2 separate regions of the Pan troglodytes genome follow, and region 1 is linked to region 2. A link is a contact called in public Hi-C data. All regions are on one chromosome and are shown on one strand. The core of a region is the stretch at or near the end of the contact, and the rest is flanking DNA. Distances in the headings are between cores, read along the strand shown.

Region 1 (5,761 bases), core at 807-3,306, 320 kb before region 2:
TGGTGGGCACCTGTAATCCCAGCTACTCAGGAGGCTGGGGCAGGGAGAACTGCTTGAACTCGGAAGGTGGAGGTTGCAGTGATCCGAGATCACACCACTACACTCCAGCCTGGATGACAGAGTGAGACTCCATCTCAAAATAATAATAAAATAATAAACTGTAGTTGTTTCGGCTTGGAGTGAAATGGAAGAAATATGAGGGACAGATAGCACATTTAAAGGGATCTATTGTTCCAGCCCAGATGAGCCCCTGGCCATTCCTGTGTGTTATGCTTTACCAGGTGCCTTATCACTGCTTTATCCATCTCTTCCCTACAGGTGGTTTTCTGCAGGGAGGCTCCAAAAGACAGAAGCTGAGTTCTGCCAGAAGAAAAAGGGAATGGAATATGTAAAAGAAAAGGATAAAAGAAAACTGGGGACAGACAGGCAAGGCTAGTAGGGAAGGGGGAGTGGGGTCTCTGGAGAGAAGAGAATCCTCAACCTGGGAAGAAGGGGAGGCTTGAAAGCAGAGGGGAAAGCTATGGAGGTCTGGAGGGCAGAGGAAATCCCAGATGTGGTGGCCAGCAGGGGTCGCTGATGCCCCACCAACAGCCTTAGGGCTGGGGAAGACTCAAAGGGAGGAAGATTTTCAAAAGCTCAAGTGGGCTTCACTCCCTCCCCTACCCTCCACCGTCCCCCCTGCCCCAGACTCTTCCTTGTGGCATTGAGGTCTCTCTTCTAGGGTTCTGGAGGTTCCTTTCCCTGTGATCCTTCTCCTGAAAGTGAGCAAGATAGCCTGGCCAGGCAGCCCTGGGGGTGATGGAGGCACCGGGTGGGGAGAGGCCTCCTGGATTTGCCCTCCAATGCTGCTCCCATGGGCACCCATGGAAATGGGGGTAGGAGGGCACCTCTGACCACAGCCTGCTGATGGGGTTGGCGCAGGCAGAGGAAGGGAGGGAACTGCTCTTCCTGGCTCTCCTTGTCAAATAGCAAATTCAGAGCAGAGCCACAGTGAAGCCTGGAGGTAGAGGAACGCCCCACGGCCAGCAGTGGTTCAGGGCTGTGCTTAGGAGCACCAAACCTGAGCCTGGGCGCTGCATGCTCCGAGGGCCAATCCCAGCACACACTGTTCCCCCACTGTCTGAGGCCCAGCACCTGTTGTCTAGAATCAGCGTCTACTTGCCTCTAGGCAGACACCCTGACCAATTCTCTACCCTCCATGGCTTCTCCATTTTCAGTTCTGCTCCTCAGACACCAAAAGCTCCTATCACTACAACCTTCCTCATATTACCTTTTCCAAGATTCTGGCTTAGCAAGTATTAGTTACAGTTCAGGTCAATCAATGTCCTTCAAGAAGAGTTTAGGAAGACCTGTGTGTCCCAAGTCCTAATCACATCTCAGAATGGTTCTGCCACAAACTCTGAGATTCTTTCAAAAAGCATGTATTGATCTGCTCTTGCTTTCCTAGGGCCATAAAAGAGGCAGGCTTATGGAACCAAGTATGTTGCGCCTCTGAGCTAATGGTTCCATCTTTGGAGGCCACTCCTCAGGGTAGTTCTTAACTGACAGTTCTTCTAATCTTAACCCCCGAGATTAGAAGAGATGCCAGCAGAGTCCAGGCCTGGGGTAGGACCGTGAGCTATTTATCCCCAGCAGTCAGAAGGAAGGCTGCACTGTCCCAGGGGCACCCAGCCTCCAAATGAGCCTCAAGGAAGGGTCTGGAATGCCAGACAATACTATGGTCAGATTATGGACTTGGGAATTGCTGCAGATGCCATTGGGGGTAAGGAAGATTAGGAAATTCTGGAACTCAGGAGCTGCCCAGGCAGCCAGACTGCCTCTGACACACCCAGTCCTCATTTGGATTTGAGGAAAGGAGACTTGAGCGCAGGAGAAAGGCACCCAGGAGCCTGTGAGTCGTGCCTAAGCCTCTGGATCCCACATCTGAGGAAACGACTTAATGTAGGCTTTGAGTGGTGCTACCACCGTCGCCTCTGAGGTTTAACCGAGGCGCGATTGTTGCTGATTGAAAACATGAGACCTAATTCCAGCCCCCTCCTCCCTCCAGTGGCAGGCGGAGGCTCCACATCCATTTCCTGCCTTGGTCAGAACTGGCTCCGGAATGGGACAGGGCTGCCTGTGGCTCCAGCTGGGGGAGGCTGAGGTGGATAAAGACAGTGATGGAGAGGGATCCAAGGGAAACCAAGGATGGATGTGAAGAGCTGATGCCACCTGCCACCCATCCAGGTCCTCCCAGACTCCAGGCTCATGCAAAGGGAGGGTGTAGGTGGTTGCTAGTGTAAGCTAATCCTGTGTCTGTGATGCCGAAAAAACTATATAAATGCCCATCACCTCTCTGGGGACAGCCCTGCTCCCCAGCCATTCCCTATAAGAAGCTGCCCTTAAACAACCACTTTCCCCCAGTCTTGGAGATGGTCAGCTCTGCAGAGCTCACAGAAAATCAAAGATATATAGGGTGTTATTAGACGGATCCTAGCAAAGGGCAGGTTTAACCAATGCCCTCACATTTTATAATTGAAATTCAGAGCGGTTAAGCAACCTCACAGAACAAGATCTAGTCTGCAACTCTTTGCTTCTTGTTTTTTGGGAAAGGGTCTCACTCTGTCATTCAGGCCAGAGTGCAGTAATGCAATGATAGCTCACTGTAACCTCTAACTCCTGTGCTCAAGTGATCCTCCCACCTCAGCCTCCCAAGTAGCTGGGACTACAGGTACATGCCTAGCTAATTTTTTTTTTTTTTAAGAGACATAGTCTCACTATGTTGCCCGGGCTGGTATTGAACTCCTGGCCTGGTCCCCAAGGGATCTTCTCGCCTTGGCCTCCCAAACTACTGGGAATATACACTTGAGCCACTGCACCCAGCCTAGTTTGCAACTCTTGACTCCTGATTCCTCAGTGCTCCTTCTCTGAAACCAGAATTTTCCAGAAGGTCTCCGAAAGAGGTCAAGAAACAAGCAGCTCTGATCAAACTATTAAAAAATCAGCTTCAGGCCAGGCACAGTGGCTCATGCCTTTAATCCCAGCACTTTGGAAGGCTGAGGCAGGCAGATCTCTTGAGCTCAGGAGTTCAAGACCAGCCTGGCCAATGTGGTGAAACTCTGTCTCTATTAGAAATACAAAAACTAGCTGGGTATGGTGGCACATGCCTGTAATCCCAGCATGCGCCACTACACCCGGAGTTCCGAGAATTGCTTGAACCCAGGAGGCGGAGGTTGTAGTGAGCTGAGATCATGCCCCTGCACTCCAGCCTGGGCAACACAGCAAGACTCTGTATTTTTTGTTTTAATAAACTTCAAAATTGTAATAAGTGAGTAGTCAATGTGGCTGTTTGCAGATAAACACACCAACATGTCATTTCATTTAGCATGATCCTGAGGGCCATGCCTCATGGAGAGCCATCCTCACACTTTTCTGTTTCCCCCTCAGTCTACTCCCCTTAGAAATGAAACCACATCCTGGCCTCAGAGGAATGCCTTGAGGTTGCCATGGTAAGACATATGTGCGGTAGTGTCTCACCAATCCTGAAATCACCTCTCCAGCTGACAGTCAAGGACAGGGAAGTGGAAAAGACCCCCAGACAGCCACTGTAGACCTCACAATGTCCGGGTTCCAAAGTTCATGACAAGCAGTCACAGAAAGGCCTTTCAGACTCACTTGGATTCTTTTCATTCTTGCTTCACAAACAGCTCTAACAGACTTACCCTCCCGAATTTTTGTTGTTGTTATTATTACTTCTTTTGTTTAGTCCCTGGAATATTAGAAGCAGGCAACAAATTAGAAGAAAGATACTGAACTGCTAGTCATAGGCATACTGGGAATCAAAAAAGTGAGGTTAGCTGAAAGACACAAGATAGCAACAAAAGCACAAATAGGAATCCCAAAAGCATAGAAAGCTGGAGTCATTTTAGTATAGAGATAAATAGCCATGTACATTTCAGTAGACCTGAAGGTATCACAGTGTTCCTGAGTCATCGAAAATAATTTCTCTAAAAGGAGTCTTTCCATCCATCTTTCATCCCAAGAATAATAGCACAGCCTCATCCAGTTCATAGGATTTTCACTCCTGTAAGTCCAGTAAGTTGTTTCCAATATCAAGAATGAGATTCTCCCTAGGGAATCTAGCCTGTGTTGACTCTTTCTCTTCACATGCACTGCACACATTCAGAGGCAACAGACAGAAGCTCTCTGCATTCCCACCCCCTTAGCAGAAAAGAATATGACCGTAAATTAGCATAAAGATTCTTCAGAGACAAGGCACAGAAACAGTGTATGCAGAATATTGGGGGAATGTCCAAAACACTTGAGCACGAACTGTTTCCAAGCTCCCATAAGCAGTTAAGCTGCTTCTATGTATCTACAAATAACCAACATGCTCCAGATAATCTTTCTTCCTTATTTATTAAAGGAGACCCAAAGAGCCCCTCTGGGCCACTGTTGACTGATTACATCAATGGGTGGATGGATGGTAAATAAACAAACCTGGTGACATAGCTGGAGTTATTTGAAAACAACAAATCACTTTCCTTAAATACAGCCCTATGCAGACTTTCACTGATTTACACATTCCCCCCAAGGAATCTGCATCAGTGAGACCTGTTTCATATTTATGTTTCAGGTCATTTTAGCTGCTTATATTTTAAGATGACATCCAATATTTAGATGAAAAGTCAAGAACCCATCATGTTGAAGCATTTGAGTATCCAGATGGTTGGCATCAGTAGATATAAGCATTGTGTATCCATTCGTTGAACAAATATTTATTAAGTGTCTGCTCCATGCCCGGCTCTCTGCTAGGCCCTAAAGATCCCAAACTGAGTAAGATTGATGACTCAGTCAACTTCACAAAACCAAATCATCTTGAAGCAGAAGGAAGAAAGCAACTGTAACCTGTGCCATGCCTACCACTGTTTTAGACACTTTTATATAATATCTCTTTTTGTTTCATGACAAATCTCCAAAAGCCAACCCTTAAAAAGATGAAGAAACAAACTCAGAGAGGTCAGATAGCTTGTTGAAGCCACACATCTAGCGAGGGTCACAGCAAGAACTGGAGCCCATTTCTCCACACAGCCCGATAGAGGGGCCTGTGGTGGAAGGCAGAAAGCAGACTACACTGACTCTGCCCCCCGCTGCTTGCGTCTTTTCAAAAAAAAAAAAAAATGACAAGCTCTTCTGAGCCTCAGTTTCTCCATCTACCCACTGGGATCACATGCCTCTGCCAGAGGCTAGTTGTGGAAATCAAAAGAAATCATATATGTGGGGGCTTCTGACTTTGGATCCAACAGGCATTAGGTGCTCAGCAGATGTTTATTACATGGATGGATAGGATCGTCGAACCTTCCTCCACTCTCACCTCCCACCCGCAGTGGTCCTCTACACCAGCGTCTGCTGACAGCAGCATCACCACACACTTCCAGAAGTAGGCAGCTCACGACTTCCTGAAGCACCCTGTTTTAGAACTGAAAGGCCTCACTCACCTGGCATCATTGCATTTCTGTGTGCCCAGACTGTACTAAGTGTGGAGAAGACAGAAGACATAGGCCACCCCTGGAAGGTGACAGTGTAGCTCTGGAGACAGTCTGTCCATTCTTGAAATATTAAAAAGCATTAAGAGGGCCAAGCATGGTGGTTCACACCTGTAATCCCAGCACTTTGGGAGGCCGAGGCGGGCGAATCACCTGAGGTCAGGAGTTCGAGACCAGCCTGACCAACATGGTGAAACCCTGTCTCTACCAAAAATACAAAAATTAGCTGGGTATGG
Region 2 (5,784 bases), core at 1,926-4,425:
CATCTATCTATTGAGTCATTATAGGCGTTCTTTTTTTTTTTTCCTTTTTTTAATGAAGTGGGGTCTTGGTATGTCACCTAGGCTGTTGTGCAGCAGCACAATCATGGCTCACTGCAGCCTTGACCTCCTGGGCTCAAGCAGTCTTCCTGCTTCAGACTCCTGGGTAGCTGGGACTACAGGCATGCACCACCATACCCAGCTAGTATCTTTATGTTTTGTAGAGACAGGATCTCACTGTGTTGCCTGTACTGTCTGGAACTCCTGGGCTCAAGTGATCCTCTCCCTTTGGCCTCCCAGAGTGCTGGGATTACAGGCCTGAAACACTGTGCCTGACCTGCAGTCTTATTTTAAAATGTGTTAACATTACTTTATTGTGAAATAGTTGTAGAATTTCCCTTTTACCATTTTTAGGGTAATTCATGTTTGCTCATTTTAAATTTTATTAATCATTGTTTTTATAGCCTATATAAATATACTCAAAAAGATAGTCATCATAAATTTTTAATGTGTAATGTTAATGGCTTATTTGAAATGGGATATCCTGTGGTGTTTGGTTAAGGAAATCAAGTCCTTTTAAATAAGATTAGGCAAAGTATATTTGTATATTTTTCAATTATTTTCTTTATATTTCTTTTCTTTTTTTTGTATCTAGTCCTGAATCCTAATCCAGATCTGTATTTTTCACTTTTCTCTCTCTCTTTTTTTTTTTTTTTTTTGCACTGGATAATTTATATCATTGTTGACTTGTACTATGGAAACAAATTTTTTGTCAGAAAATATTTTTTGAATATTTTCCCCTACATTGTGGCTTGCCTGGTTACTTTTTTAGTGATATCTTTTGATTGAGTAGGACTTTTTAATTTACCTTTTTTATTTCTTTTTTTTTTTAGACAAGGTCTTGCCCTGTTGCCCAGGCTGGAGTGCAGTAGCTCATGTGATGCCCAACCTCCACCTCTTGGGCTCAAGCGATCCTCTCACCTCAGCCTCCCAAGTAGCTGGGACTACTGATGTGTACCACCATGTCTAGCTTATTTTTGTATTTTTTGTAGAGACGGTATTTTTACCATGTTGCCCAGTCTGGTCTCGAACTCCTGGGCTCGAGTAATCCACTTGTCTCAGCTCCTAAAGTGCTGGGATTACAGGAGTGAGCCACTGCTTGGCCGGGATCTTTAATCTTGATGGTCTGATTTATCATTTGTTCCTTAGGGCTTTGGCTTTTAGGTCTATGTTCTACCTTAGATTAATTTCTGTGTATGGTGTAAGATAAGAGTTAAAAGTTAATTTTTTTCTTACAAATATGCTTATAAATGCTAACAAACAACATTGTTTGGCAAAGAATTTGCTTTATTTCCAAATCAGGTAATCAGTATTATATTATAAAATTATTAGTTCTTTCAAAGTAGTTGCATGGTTAGCTAGCTCATTGATTACAGAAGCTGTATTTTTTAGGTCAGAATTATGGGTTTATACCTTCAGGAGCCAGTTAACTTGGCCTTGTTTTGTTGCCATGGAATGTATTTCTCCTAACTTGTTTTAGTCATTTGTTAGATTTGTTTCATTGCAAGTAAGAGGGTATATGATAACTTCATCATGCTACCAGATAAAACATTAGAGCATATGCCTTACACGACTATTAACTAATTTTATTTTGTGTGAGAGAGATTACATTATTACATTTTAAGGATACAGTATTCATAGTATTATAATGTTTAATGTATCATACTCAGTTTTTATGCCATACTAAAATAAGCAAAAATAAATTGATTTTAGTAAACATTAGAAATAATTTTTCAGAGTTTTGTATAGAGTGGGAAATGTAGATCTGACACTGTGAAATCCATTTGTTAGGTTTTGTGGGTAAATAATGCTAAGTATAAAAATACAAGACATAGAAAAATTTAAAATGTACGTTTGCATATGCTTGTGCCAATATATAGACCATTCCATAAACCCAATCATTGGCTTACATTTCTGAGATACCAGCATTAAACATGAGTTATCTTTTAAGAGGCTGAATTTGAATTATATTACTCTGTTAGGATTTGTGCCAGCTTTTGGTTAATCATTATCTTGTTGATTATATTTGGTTCAAGATGACTCATTTTTCAAGGAGCTTTATTGCAACACTACATATTTACTACAGGAAGCCTGGATGGAAATGGAGCATCAGGTTATTGGAGATTTTTTTCTCCAATCTTTATTGTACCAAGTGTTATTAAAGTTAATTATTTTTCAATAACTGAATTCCCTGTGGAACCTAGTGCTTCATTAACCAACTGTAGGAGGATCATTTACTCCTTTTTCATGGCAGACAAATATATCTTTGATGATTGTTTAAATATTGGTCATACTTCTATACTATACATTGACCAGACTTAGATGTAGTATTTTATTCTCATCAAATTGAGTGTGGTCATTAACTGAGAATTTTGGAATCAGAGAGATTTGAGATTGAACCTTGTTTGTAAAATTTACTAGCTTTGGAAGCTTGTGCAAATACTTCTCTGAACCCTAGCATTCATTCAGTCATTAATGAGTGAATTAATACATTGATTTATTAATGAATTTGGATAAAAATATTTACCTTGCAAGATCAGATTAAAAGGACATATAAAAGTATTAGCACTTAGTATGTGCTTAATGATGATCACCGTCTGTTGACACTTGCTTATGGTATATATTGAGGTTAGGAGTGCCAATCATTTAGCCCTTCTGTCTCCAGGTTCTAAGAGATAAATAATGGACACAGCATCTGTTTCTAAAATTTAGACTGTCTGATAACAGGAGAATTTGAGACCATAACATGGATCTAAGGATAAATTGAGAGTCGGCTGCAATCACCAACAAATCTAGACTGTGAGACTATGGTAAGAGTTCCGTCTGCCATGTCTGCTCTGACTACACTTAATCTGGCAGCTGGCGAGAAGATTAGAGGCTTACTTTATGTATCTAGTTATCAGCCTAACAAAGAGCTGGAGTGAGAAAGGGAAAGATGGCCTTGTTTTCTATGCAGTAACCTAATTTCCTTCTTATTAAAAATAAGGTCCAAGGAAAGCTAAATCTAACCCACCAAATTAGTAACTTCCCTTCCCCCTCTGCCCATGCAGGAGTTTGTGGCTTGAGTTTGTGGAAGAGAGACTGGGAGAGTTTTCTGTAATACCTAATACAGTAACCACCCTGCCTCCACCCTGCCCTCTACTGTGGGAAAGAGAAGGGAAGTCTCATTCTTTATAATAGGAGATTAGTGTAAGAGTGCCCCCTACTTTGAAAAAGTAAATTTCACTTATGTTCAGTGTTTTTGTAGGCCCATAGAATAAATACAGTAGAAGAGCCCTGCAGAAATGAAAAGCCATGCTAGGAATCAAAGTAAATGTTGGTTTAAGGAAGTAAATTGTGTCTTTATTTATTTTTTGAGACAGGGTCGCACTCTGTCACCCAGGCTGAAGTGCAGTGGTGCGATCACTGCAGCCTTGACCTCCCAGGATCAGGTGATACCCCCATCTCAGATTCCCGAGTGGCTGGCACCACAGGCACGCACCACCACTCCTGGCTAATTTTCGTATTGTTTTGTAGAGATGGGGTTTTGCCATATTCCCAGGCTCGTCTCCAACTGTGAGGGCTCAAGTGATCCGCTTGCCTCAGCCTCCCAAAATACTGGGTTTACACGCATGAGCCACCACGCCCCATCTTTTAAACTTGTTAATAGAAAAATTGATGTTGGTAAAGAAAAAGAACCCCCCAAAAAGATAGATATAGGCAATAAAAATCACAAGTCATCTATTGGCAGGAGGTGATAAGAGTTCTGTTTGCAAAGATATATTTAAGACACCTGCTTAAATACTAGAATTTTTTTTAAATGAAAATATCAGTAAATCCAAAACAATAGTCTTCAGAAAAAAAACAAAATGGTGTAAACTCAACATAAATTGTGAATCTGTTCTACAAATGAGTAATTTTAAATATCTGTGAAATATATATTGGTAGTGAATATTTTATCTTAAAAAGCAAAAATTCGAGAATGATCATTTATTGGCACTTCAGAAGAAACCAGTAAACGTGTAGCAAAATAGTGAATAAATGTCAGTTAAGCCAGTAAGTGTGTCATTAGCTATTGACAAAAATTACAGTTTTGGAAATAACTCCAGATGTGCTCCACCCCAAACCTTGTGTACTCCTTTAGCCAGGATTTATAAAATAGAATTAGAAGCATAATATATATGTTTGTAATTTGAAGCATAGGGTGGTGGTTAAGAATCTGGGCTCCAGAGTCACAGTGCCTACGTGTACATCCTGGCACCTGCAATTACTAGTTTGTATCCTTGGGCAAGTTATTTAATCTTTCTGTGTGCCCCATTTGTAAAGTGGTACTAATACAAGTACCTAGTTGATAGGGTTGCTTATCAGTGACTTTACTGGAATTATAGAGACCAGTTTGCTACAGGTTAGGTAGTAATGGAAAAAGAGAATGTCCAAACACCTGTAGCTTGCTCCTACCAGAACTTCTTAAGGGAGATAGAGGGAGTCTGACTTAAAATTGAATTTTTTTTTTCTTTTTTGGTTGGTAGAGATGTGAATATATATTTATCCTGAGGGAAAATGACCAGTGGATAGATCAGATGTGAGAGAGAATGGGCATGTATGATTGACCTAATGTCTCTAAAGAAAGTAATAGGGGAGACACTCTAAAGCACTGGGGGAAGGCTTGGTGTTTAACTCAGGAGGCACCTGTTTTAATGAGTTGGGAGGGGCTGGGTGTGGTGGCTAACACCTGTAATCCCAGCACTTTGGGAGGCCAAGGTGGGAGGATTGCTTGAGACCAGGAGTTCAAGCCTGGTCTTACGGGCAACATAGTGAGACTTCCATCTCTACAAAAAAAGAAGAAAAATTTTAAAAGGAAAAGGTGGTAAGGATGCTAATTTGGGGAGGAATATTTCTACCTGAAGTCTGCTATTTTCTCTTTGAAAGAGGAAGTGAGGACACATTCTGAGAAGTATGAGGTGGAGGTGGTGGAATTGAAAGCTGGAAGAGAGTTGTGAGGATTTGGAATAGTTATTGAGGCAATGGGAGTTGGAGTTCACTTGGAAAATGTAGAGAGACCAAGATGGGTTTGATGACCATGGGTTTTTGTGGTGGTTTCTGTTGTGTGTATGTATTCTCATTCCTTCCCTGTGTCTCTCTCTGCAGTACCCAGCAGCCATTGTGTAGAAACAGAAAAGCTGGGCAGTCAAAATGTTCTGGTATTGGTGGAGGCAGGACTTGACAAAGGAGAGTGGTGTGGGACCAAAAGTTGAAAGTATTGCAGTGAGAGTGGTTGAAGTTATGTATCTTGGGGGTTTAGGCTGGAGAGGGAACACATTGAAGCCAAGACAAGGTTGATAGGTGGGGAGAAAGTGGAAGAATATTAACACCAAAAGTTTCCATGAAGCTAAAGGGTGAAGTGTGATGGGGAATAGGAGTGAAAGAGACAAAGGATAAGGGCTTGGGGTTATGGGCCAAGATAATGAGTTTTAAGATTTCAGATGAGTAATTGTTGTGGGTAATAAAGCGAGTGGTTATAGAGGTGGATTATTCAATTGGGTAGTGGCTATCTCTTCACTCCTTAAGGAGGAGAGCAGCTAGGATGTTCACATGGATCTGGAATTTGCCCAGGCTAATGGTGGCTGAAAAGGTAAATTAGATAGTAAGATCAAAACTTATATGTAATTTGGAGAGTGACTGAGAAGTTGATTGATGATAATGATGAATAATTAGGTTAGTTGTTAGATCCTAGTTATAAGTAAAGGA

The links. A called contact is a pair of places that touch in the nucleus more often than the background predicts.
Region 1: a Hi-C map of induced pluripotent stem cells shows a contact between it and region 2, with 1.6 times the contacts expected there. The contact joins two enhancer-like sites. A contact is called at or near these places in 3 of 7 Hi-C or Micro-C datasets (induced pluripotent stem cells and stem cell-derived neural progenitor cells).

Annotation. Positions count from the first base shown.
Region 1 is chr12:80,841,621-80,847,381 of NHGRI_mPanTro3-v2.0_pri, reverse strand. The region is part of intron 1 of LOC107973442 (a long non-coding RNA gene); the gene reads right to left. Among named protein-coding and RNA genes, the nearest start is that of PKDCC, 170 kb to the right of the region's middle. Within about 2 kb of position 2,056, at least 3 of the 24 cell types and tissues checked have an H3K27ac peak or open chromatin away from gene starts, as enhancers often do. A contact at or near this core is called in induced pluripotent stem cells, where this site is marked.
Region 2 is chr12:80,520,217-80,526,000 of NHGRI_mPanTro3-v2.0_pri, reverse strand. The region is part of intron 1 of EML4 (EMAP like 4); the gene reads left to right. Among named protein-coding and RNA genes, the nearest start is that of EML4, 27 kb to the left of the region's middle. Within about 2 kb of position 3,175, at least 2 of the 24 cell types and tissues checked have an H3K27ac peak or open chromatin away from gene starts, as enhancers often do. A contact at or near this core is called in induced pluripotent stem cells, where this site is marked.